Linked DNA regions of Mus musculus: region 2 is linked to region 1. Evidence: chromatin contacts called from public promoter capture Hi-C data. All regions are on one chromosome and are shown on one strand. The core of a region is the stretch at or near the end of the contact, and the rest is flanking DNA. Distances in the headings are between cores, read along the strand shown. Region 1 overlaps Vmp1 (vacuole membrane protein 1). Region 2 overlaps Dhx40 (DEAH (Asp-Glu-Ala-His) box polypeptide 40).

The links. Capture Hi-C pulls out chosen DNA fragments and counts their contacts.
Region 2: a promoter capture Hi-C map of adipose tissue shows a contact between it and region 1. The contact joins two enhancer-like sites. A contact is called at or near these places in 2 of 115 datasets of contacts at active chromatin or transcription factors (the HPC-7 cell line and embryonic stem cells) and 2 of 9 other capture datasets (adipose tissue and liver).

What each region holds. Positions count from the first base shown.
Region 1 is chr11:86,593,558-86,599,349 of GRCm38.p6, forward strand. All of the region lies in intron 10 of Vmp1 (vacuole membrane protein 1), which reads right to left. Gm46289 (a long non-coding RNA gene) reads left to right here. Exons shown (of 2, transcript XR_001780284.2): 2 at 138-4,938. Among named protein-coding and RNA genes, the nearest start is that of Gm46289, 5.9 kb to the left of the region's middle. Within about 2 kb of position 2,779, at least 45 of the 459 cell types and tissues checked have an H3K27ac peak or open chromatin away from gene starts, as enhancers often do. A contact at or near this core is called in adipose tissue, where this site is marked.
Region 2 is chr11:86,767,496-86,772,869 of GRCm38.p6, forward strand. It overlaps Dhx40 (DEAH (Asp-Glu-Ala-His) box polypeptide 40), which reads right to left. Exons shown (of 18, transcript NM_026191.2): 16 at 4,399-4,468; 17 at 3,535-3,763; 18 at 1,354-2,766. The coding sequence ends at 2,627. All of the region lies in intron 2 of Gm42085 (a long non-coding RNA gene), which reads left to right. Among named protein-coding and RNA genes, the nearest start is that of Gm42085, 12 kb to the left of the region's middle. Within about 2 kb of position 2,601, at least 1 of the 459 cell types and tissues checked has an H3K27ac peak or open chromatin away from gene starts, as enhancers often do. A contact at or near this core is called in adipose tissue, where this site is marked.

The DNA.
Region 1 (5,792 bases), core at 1,529-4,028:
TGAAAGTGTTACTATTGTTACCATTTCACTGAACATAGAACACAATCTAAGAAGCTGATGTTGCCAGGGAAAATTGGCAAATTGACTTGACTATTTTACCTCTTTTGAATTTGAAAAGTGCTTTCTTTATACACCAGGGTTTTGGAAGCGGATCCCAACATACAATGAACGTAGAGTGAGAATTACATACTGCACTGGAAATTCTAGGCCTTTTATATATGGACTTGTTTGCACTGACAGTCTCTGGCACCTTCTAAAATTTGCTGTGATTCTACCTCAGGGTTTGGGATGAAAACATCTTGAATTTAATTTGCATCTGTGTCCCTCTGAAATAATTAAAAATTCTTTTGTATTCAACTTAGGTCACTGTGTACCCAGTGGCATTATTTATACACATGATAGCATCCCTTTCTTCGAGGCTTGGTGGAAGACAGACCACATTGCTTTTTCCAGACACTTCAGGCATATGGTCGCTTGTGCTTCACAAGGGGTTTCTAGCACGCAGGGTTTTGCAATGCCCTTGCTTTTCAATGTTTGGGATGGTTTCTTCAGAATGCAGACCTGAGCAGGAAGGACAGGCAGGCACTTCTGTCAATGGTAAAGCAGGAGTTTAAGGAATGGTCTGCTGTAATGGGGTAAAAACGATCGTGCTGGCTGTATTCAAACAGCTGCCTGAGACTGAGACTGGCTCTCCATGCTCATCTCCGACTTCCAAGACTGAGGGACAAACACTGCCTTCTGTGGTGCTCTCAGCAAGCCTTGGAAACACATCTTCATTCCGGTTTTCAAAGAACAGAGGCTAATAAACACATCAGGCTGTATTTAAGACAGAGAAATACTCTGTAGCTCAGGCTGGACTGGAAATCATGATAATCCTCCTGCTTCAGCTTCCCAACTGTGAAGATTACCGGAGTGAGCTACCAGGCAAGAATTCTTCTCATCTATCTCTATTGATATTTTCTCTTTATGTTGCTCTGGCTATCCTAGAACTTGCTATGGAGATCAGGCTGGCTTCTAACTCACAGAGATTCGCCTGCCTCTGCCTCTAGATTATTGGATTAAAGGCATGTATGCAGTACCATGCCATGCCTAGCTAGCCTTTATATTTCTACTGTTTCTTTTCTCCCCCACCCCAAGCCTGCTTTTAACTTCCTCTTCTCTCCCCATGCTTGTACATGGTGCACACCATCATGCTCAGTAGTAATTTGTATTTTCTTTTTCCTTAATTTTTTTTTTGTGTATATATGTGTGCCCAAATGTATATATGTATGTACAGGTACCTAAGAAGGCCAGAAAAGGGCACTGGATCCCATGGAGATAGTTACAGGCAGTTATGTCCTATCCAATACAGGTGCTGGAAACAAAACAGGGTCTATTGAAAAAGTGGCAAGTGCTCTTAATTGCTGAGCCATCTCTCCAGCCCTGTAATTTATATTTTCTCTCTAGTTTTTTTTTTTTTTTTTTGGCTAGTATTTCCCTCATCCAAAAACCACATAGTAATTCCTTCTATTAATGAAAGAATAGGTTGAGCTGGAGAGATGGCTCAGTGGTTAAGAGCACTGACTGCTCTTCCAAAGGTCCTGAGTTCAAATCCCAGCAACCACATGGTGGCTCACAACCACCTTAATGAGACCTGATGCCCTCTCCTGGGGTGTGTGAAGACAGCTACAGTGTAATTACCTATAATAAATAAATAAATTAAAAAAAGAATAGGTTTATGTATCTAAGAAGTAGGGTAATTAAAATGTGTCAGGAATTCCTGACCGCCTTTTGTTTTACCCTGTATTATCTAACAAACTGGATTTTTACTTTAATATTCCACTGAAATGCTCTGATAGTGCTAACTTCCTAATAAAATATCCATTTCTCATCAGCAGTCTAGCTATGCTGCATCCCAGCATCTATGACAGAAACATGGAAGAGTTTCTGCAGATTACCACAGACACAAGAAGGGAAGCTATCATCAACTGCAGAGGGAGGTAACTTTAAAGTCAGAACTGCGCCACCACAGCTGCGTCACCACAGTGGGGTTCTAAGCTAGTAATCCTTTCTCAGATCACGGAATGAATACTGGTGGGCCAGACTTTGTTTTTTGTTTTTTTTTCCAGACAGGGTTTCTCTGTGTAGCCCTGGCTGTCCTGGAACTCACTCTGTAGACCAGGCTGGACTCGAACTCAGAGATCCGCCTGCCTCTGCCTCCCGAGTGCTGGGATTAAAGGCGTGGGCCACCACGCCCGGCTTGGTTCAGACTTCTATAACCTTTTAAGAAAATTACTTTCATAATGACCAGCGTAAAACAGAATCAGAGACATGAACTAGATTACATTTTATAATAATAGTAATAAAAAATAGCCATGCAAGGTAGCCCATCCCTTTAAGCCCAGACAGAATTCTGTGACTTCAAGGACAGCCGGGTTTACATGAAGTGAGTTACAGGCTAGCCAGGGCTAGCCAGGGCTACCGAGTAAGACCCTCATTCAACAGAAGCAGCAGCAGCAGCACCAGCAACAAAAGATGCCCAAAAACACCCCAAAACAAAAACAAAAACAAACAAGCAACTCAAACAGAAAAATAAGAAAAGGTTGAGTCTTCCTCCTGTGGTCTAGGCTGACATAGCTCATTCTAACTACTTTCCATAGAGTGAAGAACAAGAAACAACATTCCGACTTCAGAGCTTAATTACTAACTGGTTCAAATGCTCTCTCTTGCCACAGGCAAGCCTGACTCTGAGGTCAAACATCAAGTTAACTGTTGTTAGGAGACAGCGAAGAAGAGCATGGAACATTCTGTAACTGGTGAAAAGTCCCTGTTCCAGCCAAGCCCATCCCCCAGCCCTCGAGTTCAATGACTGAGTTATGGAAACTTCTCCTGTGTGGTAAAACTGGGGACTTTGTCTTCCAATCAGACCCTGGCAAGCTGACAACAAGCCAATGTTCTGCATATGGCTTATTGCAAGTCACAGGCTTAATGTTATTTTCTGGGAATTCTTAGCCTCTATTTGGTGAGAATTCCGGAACATGTCATTTTATAATTACAATTTTTATCATTTGGTTCTGTACTTTAAGAAATATTCACAGGTCTCACGTATTTCTTACAATGTAAGTCTACAATGAATTAAAAATCAGGTTTATGTCATCACAGTAATAGGGAACAAGACGTTAACACTGCCTTTCAAGCTCTCAGGTTTGCTGGTGCTTTGGCTCTGACTTTCCCTCTGACGTACTCAGAGAGTACAAACCAATGCACAAGCAACATCTTTAAAAACAACAGAATTCTGTCCCTGCCCACCTGCTAAGAAACACACCATAAATTAGAAAGCTATTTTCTATATTCTAATCTTTCAGAATTTGTAAGTGGTCCACTATATCTGATTATTTATAGAGTATAACTTAGATCTATCTACTGATTTAGATAATAAGGACATTTTCCCTTAAACCTATTGACATTAGCAACTACTTTCTAGAATTGCCCTAGAAATAAAGCTGTTAATTATGATTGGGGAATAGGCATTATTGAACTTAGGGTGTCATGTTTAGCTAGGCTGTTCCATACTTATATTAAGAATAGCAGTCCACTGGGGCTGGAGAGGCGGCTCAGTGGTTAAGAGTACTGGCTGTTCTTCCAGAGAATCTGAGCTGAGCTTCTCGCACACAGGCAAATGACCATCTGTAACTCCAGCTCCAAGGACTCTGACACCTTCCAGTCTCCACTGTCACTTAAACACATGTGGTATTTACTCACAAAGATATACACACATACACGTAAGTAAAAATATCAAGGTCAGCCTGGTGTATATTGTGAATTCTAGGCAGCCACAATGCATAGTTGAGAGAAAGTTACAAAAGAAAAGAAAAGAAAAGAAAAGAAAGGAAGGAAGGAAGGAAGGAAGGAAAGAGTTTAAGATCATTCTGAGTTGAACCAGACAAACCTGAGCTACATGAACCCATGCATTCAGGATTTAGGGTTATATTTATTATTTTTGTTACAGTGCTAAATATCCCCTGTAAACACTCTACCACAGAGCTACAGCTACAGCCATATTGGTAATTTTCATTTTGAACACTTATATTTTAAAACATCTAGGCAGGCCTCGTTAATCCTAGCATTTGGGAGACAAAGGCAGGTGGATCTCTGTGAGTTTGAGGTCAGCCTGGTCTACAGAGCTAGTTCAAGGAAAGTCAAGGCTACACAAAGAAACCCTGTCTCAAAAAAATAAGAAGTAAATAAATTAAAAAAAAAAACAAAACAACCCAAAGCCAGAGAACATTTCCTATTTGAGCTAGGCATGGAGGTACTTGCTTTTAATATTAGCAGGTGTAGAGGTATGCTGATCTCGGTGAGCTTGAAGACAGCCAGAGTTATGAATAGAGATGCTGTCTCAAAAGACAAAACAAAGCAACAATGTCTTGTTTCAAAGTGTAGGAAAACAAATTTTGTCATGATTGGTGAGAGACTGTGATTATAATTTAATTACTGACAAAATACTAAAAACTCTTTTGGTATCTGATGTTGAAGCCAAATCTAATTAACTTATATTATTTAAAGATTTGTTTATTTAACCACTCAGCTATAACACACACACACGTAATTTAGACAAAGTTTCTCTGTGTAGCCCTGGTTGTCCTAGAACTAACTCTGTAGACCAGGCTATCCTTGAACTCAGAAATTTGGTGACTACCTCCCGGGTGCTAGGATCAAAGGCAGGATTACAGGCATGTGCGGGCTTATATATACTAATGAATAATGTGCACGCATATGTGTCAGCATGTACGTATGTGCACTCAGACAGGTGCCCTCAGAGGTCAAAGGCCTGGAGTGAGTCCCTTGGAGCTGGAGTTGCAGGTGGTTACAAGTCATCAATGTGCGTGTTTAAGCCAGAGCTATTTCTCCAGTCCCTCACTAGGATTCTTTTGGGGACCATGCTAATGCAGTTTAAAAGAAAGGAATAGGGGACAGAATATACTACAATTTAACCAAGTTGTCCAAATATTGAAGGCACTTCAACTTCTATATAATGTAGATAAATGGCAGAATTTCCTAGAAACTTCAAAATCTAAGGAAACAGAAGAATATTGGCTATACAAAAGATCTGCTGACTTTATAGGGTGGACCTTTATTTGAACACATGTGGTCATTTCCTGAGAATCTGCTGTGTGAGTCAGGCTGTCAGGTGCTCAGAACAGTAAACAATACACATGATCTCTGAAATTGAAAAGCTCACAGATGCTGGGAATGGGTCAGCAGGAGCAGGTGGACCTCTGTGGGCTGGCAGAAACAAGATGGTCATCAGGGATAGGGTGGTAGTTGAGTTGGTCCAGCATGCAAAAAGTCTTGGATTTAATCCCCAAAGCCACATAAACTGAGCTTGGTGGGGCACATCTTTAATCCCGGCTCAGGAGGTGGAGGTAAGTTTAAGAAGTTTAAGGTTAGCCTCAATTACATAAGAATGTTTGAAGTCAGCCTGGGCTACAGAAGACTCCCAGAAAAAATAGGGGCAAAGGGGGAGTAACAGAGGTAATCATACATTTATAAACATAAAGATAAACTCTAGCCAGGCGTGGTGGTGCAGGCCTTTAATCCCAGCACTCGGGAGGCAGAGGTGGCGGATTTCTGAGTTCGAGGCCAGCCTGGTCTACAAAGTGAGTTCCAAGACAGCCAGGGCTATACAGAGAAACCCTGTCTCGAAAAACCAAACCAAACCAAAACAACAACAAGAACAACAACAACAACAAGAACAACAACAACAACAAAACAAAACCAAGGGCTGGAGAGATGGCTCAGCAGTTAAGAGC
Region 2 (5,374 bases), core at 1,351-3,850, 170 kb after region 1:
ATGTGCAAGCACGCAGACCTGAGTTCAGATCCTCGGCACACTTGGACCTGTAATCCCTGTGCTGGGAGGTGGAGATGATTCCTGGGAATTGCTGGTCAGCCATTCTGGTCAGTTGGTAAGCACTCTAGTTCCAGTGAGATACCTTGTTTCAAAACAATGAGGCTGAAAGTGCCAGATGCTAACACCTGATGCCCACCCCTGGCCTACTCATGGGCTGGTAAGCATGCGCACACATAGTTTTAGGAAAAAGGAGAGAAAGCCAAACTAGTACCATATAAAATAACTACCCAGGACAGCCAGGGCTACAGAGAGAAACTCTGGCTCAAAACAAACAACAAAATATTAGGCCTATTCCTCCCTTGGAAACCCTTTCTCTCTCCTGGGAATTCTTCTCTATAGCTTACTTTCATTCTGCTTAAAAAGTAAAAGAGATTATTGGAACAACTGGTGAAATTTGAATTTGGACTATAGATGTAGAATGTGGTGGTTAATATTTTATGATTCAAAAGAGCTTTCAGAATCTGGAGAGATGGCTCAGCAGGTAAAAGCACTGGCTGTTCTTTCAGAGGACCCTGGTTTGATTGATAGCACTTGTATGGCTGGAACTGTAAATCCAGTTCCAGGGCATCTAGTGCTTGCTTCTGGTCTCCAGGGGCACCAGGCACACAAGTGGTACACAGACATATATGCAGACAATTCACACCCATACACAGAAGATAAAAAATAAGGCTAAACAAAAAAACTATAAAAGTTTTCATTCAAAGAATCTACCCACATCTTTTCTAAGGGTAAAATACACCTGAAAATGAAAACTGGAAGGCCTAAATGATTTTTCTTTTGGTTTTTCTGTGTAGCCCTGGCTGTCCTGGTAGTCATTCTGTAGACCAGGCTGGCCTTGAACTCAGAAATCCGCCTGTCTCTGCCTTCCAAGTGCTGGTATTAAAGGCATGCACCACCACTGCCTGGCCAGCCTAAATGATTTTTAAGCAGATTCATGATACTGGAAACAATAAATTAATTATCACTACTTACCTTCAAAGAAAAGCAGGATTCAGACTAACACCATCTTTTCAGAAAGGCTTCAAGTATAACTACTGAACTTAAACTTTTTGGATACCAAAGGATAGAATTACCTATCAAAACAAATTAGGAGTAATTTTTATACTAAAGATATAAAACCTTGCCAAGTATAGTGGCACAAGTATATAAAATCCACCTGAGAGGCAGAGAGAAGCAGGAGGATAACTGAGTTTGAGGTCAGCCTGTTCTATACAGTAATACCAGGCCAACTAGGGTTACATAAAAAGAATTTTTTAAAAAACCTGAAAACAAAAATCCACATACTGTCTATAGAGTTTTAATGACACTAGTAGCTTTATTAACAAACACTGAGTGACGACTATGTGCAAAGCACTATGCTAGATGCCATGAAAGGTACAAAGGTGAAAAAGACAGACCCTGCCCACAAGGAGCGTATAATCTAATGAGAAAGACAGACATATACACACATAACTACAATACAAGGCAGTAAACAAGAGGAGGCAAGTGCTGAGTGTGGCCTGAGTGTAATATTAGCCTCAAGGTTTTGATTTGAAACATTAGTGAAGTGTTGGCCGCTTTGAAAAATCCCATCTCAAGAATAGCATAATAGGTGTTTAAATGGTCCTACTCAAGCAGGTGCAGGAGAGAGAGAGAGGGAGAGAGGGAGAGAGGGAGAGAGGGAGAGAGGGAGAGAGGGAGAGAGGGAGAGGGGAGAGAGAGAGAGAGAGACAGAGACAGAGAGACAGAGACAGAGAGAGAGAGAGAAAGGCCAGGTGGAGGGGCTGCTTGAAATCGGTCACACCTACATACATGGGCTGACACACAAGTATGTAGGAATAGCTAAAAAGAACTTTGTGTGTGTGTGATATTATGTATCATATACATACACACACATACACACACACACATATACACATCTGTCCTTTGGTTAATGGCTATAGCTACTGTTTTAAACAATATACTTTTATATAAAAAGGAATTTGTATAATCCCAAAAAAATCACTTTAAGGAGTAGGATTAATTTAAGAAAGTCCTGCCATAGGCAATTTTATTTACTAATCAGTCTTTAAATACCTATAAAGCTCTGGAGCAATTAAACTGTTAGACATCTAAGTATTGCTGAGTAAAACCTCTATGTAAGTTCAGCCTTCTGAAATGGTCACATACCTGATACAACACTATTCTAACAGCAATAAGAAGGCCTTGAAGAGATTTAAGGAAAATAATCTTTAATGCTTCAATGCAAATGGAATACACGCTGATTAAATACAATTCAGTGTTCTTTGAAAATATCTCAGTGACACTGTTTGATACCAGTTAAGGCCAGCAAAACAGAAGTGAGGGAAATATTGTATCATCTTTGATTGGATTCATGTACTATGACTATGCAACCCAATCTTTCCTTTCAAAATGTCATTTGTTAGTATTGATGAGATGTGATTTATAAATTCTGATTTGCTTTCGGCTCACAGGCTAGGAACAGCTGCTGACCACTTCCTTCTGATAGTACTGTCGGAAATAACTGGCAAAACAGAAGCACATTTCCTGGCTGCTTTCCTGCTTCCTGAATTGGATAGTCCACTGCTTAGCCAGTTTCCTTTAATGTGTCACTGTGGTCCTGGATTCTCTGTTGCTTTCTCTCAAGGAAGCGAGCCCGTGCATCTGATATGGATTTGTCATCATTTCTTCTTTGCATTTTCTTTAGAACTTCTTTTGATATTCCATCTGAAAATAGTATAAATATACCTTATTTTCAACATTAAGAAAAAAGGACTGAGGAGACGGTTCAGTAGCATGCACTTGTATAGCATTGGAGGTGGAGAAAGGAAAATAACTATGAGCTCTAGGCCAGCTAGACTGGAGTACATAGTAGCAACCAGAGACCCTATCTTGAGCAAGCACCAATAACTGAGGATGTCCTCTGACCTCCACGTGTGCATGGTCAACCAGAAATATACACATCATATACATACAAATATTTTTTCTTACAAAAAAAGATCAAAAGGAAATTAAATGTTGTCTAACCAAAAGTCTGGTTGAAAAGCATGTAGGTGCTGAGCTCAGTGGTACAATGTACACTTCACATGAACAAGACCCTAGGACAACCAGTACAGTAACAAAAAGTACATGAGCCAGCAGATAAAGGCACTTGCTGCTGATCCTGACAACATAAATAAAACTGGGAAAAAGAAAAACAAAGGAGTGAGCCAGGCAGTGATGGTGCACACCTTTAATCCCAGCACTTAGAAGACAAAGGCAGGCAGATTTCTGACTTCAAGCCCAGCCTGGTCTAGAGAGTGAGATTTAGGACAGCCAGGAGTACACAGAGAAACCCTGTCCAAAGGGGGGAAAGACAGCTTCATAGTTAAGAGAACACCTATAACCCCAGTGTTGAGGACGGTGTGGTAAAGGATCACCAGACCTTTGAGGCCACTCTGGTCTACAACATAAACCCCTTCTTAGAAAAACAGAATAGAACTATGATTCACTCACCCTTTAGCTGTTTCACATTTTCCTTATTTGTCCATTTTCTTCTTGCATCTTCTCTCATTTCACGTCTAGCCACACTGCTCAAATCATGCGCATTAAGTTCATGCAACTTGGGTAGTAAGTCTCTCACCCATTCATAACGGATTGGGCACACAATTCTTGCATAGACTTTGGTGGTAACTAATACTTCATGAAAAATTATCCATTCAAGTTTGGTTTCCTGTTCATGAAGCTATATAAAAATTTAAGGATAATTTATTAATATTAATAATCAGCCCCATTCTAAATAAGAGCAAGAAAATAAAGACAGTCAAGGACTACATACTACAGACCTGTCTCCAAAATAACAGAAAAATAACCTGAAACCCTCTGAATGCCCATTTTCTTCCACAAAACAGAAATCATATGCTAACCAACACCCCTAAGCTCTCTCTATATGACATTTCAGTGAAAACTAGAAGACACTGATATGTTAGTACTCTACTCTTACAAATGCCTACCTGTCATTAAAAATAAGATACATTAGGGCTGTCAAGATGGCTCAACTTCAGTCCCCAGGACCCACCTGGTGGAAGGAAAAAACTGACTCCTGCAAGTTACTCTCTGACCCCTCCATGCATATGCCTCTCCACGCTCCCATAAAACCTTTTATTGAAAAAGAGGACTTTTTAAGGGCCGAGGATGTAAAGTGCACGAGAAAACAAAACAAAAACCAAACCCACAAAGGAGTGCTTTACAAGGCAAGGCGGTGTAAGTCTGTAAGTCTGTCTCACCACTTGGGAGGCAGAGGAAAGAGTACAGCCTCAGCAACACAGAGACCTTCTCTCAAAACCAACTAACCAACCAACCAAATAAACAAGAACTTACTGCTGAGGAAGGATGGATATGAACTGGACTTCCACGCCCATCCATTGTGCAAAATGTTCTGCCAACAGATCTATAAACAGAAAAATCAAATGATAAAGATCAAAATAGTAAAGCAATAAGGTAACTGATGTTTTCTTAACTACTAAAATAAGCAGCAGTTTACCTAGGGAAGAGGAATCTCTTTAAGTAACAATAATGTCACAAGAACTGGGTTTAAACACTTGTATTCCTCAAATTCTATTTCTCCTAAGAGTATCTATCCATACAGTAAAAACATTTCTTTTCAGCACAATTTAAATAAAGGAGGCTGCTATTACAAGAGGGTAGGTTTATGCTTTATACATTTAAAAATATATATTAATAGGTGGGTGGGAGTGTGGTGCATTCATGCCTTGTCATATGTGGAAGCCAAGGACAACTTTGGAGTCAAATGAACCTTTATTTCAGTTCTAAGGTCCAACCTGAGGTCATAAGGTTTTCAGGGCAAGCACCTTTACCAAGCCATTTTACCAGCCCTATAATTATATTTTATGTTAAAGTAACTTAAGCATGTTAGCCCATCTCACATTTCTTCAATTATTTTGTATGTGTGTGTACGAGCCCATGCATGTGAATAGGGAGGCCAGAGGTCAATGCAGGGTATCTTCCTCTATAGCTATACACTTTAAGACAACAGTCTCTCTCTGAACCTGAATCTCATTCTAAAATAAACTAAATTTACAGAAAATTGTAAAGGACAAAAACAAAACAAATACGATTTTTTTAAAAAATTAATTATATGTGTGTACACTGTAGCTGTCTTCAGACACTCCAGAAGAGGACATCAGATCTCATTACGGATGGTTATGAGCCACCATGTGGTTGCTGGAATTTGAACTCAGGACCTTTGGAAGAGGAGTCAGTGCTCTTAACCGCTGAGCCATCTCACCAGCCCACAAAAATGATTTTTATCGGAAGCATTGACAATTGGAAGTAA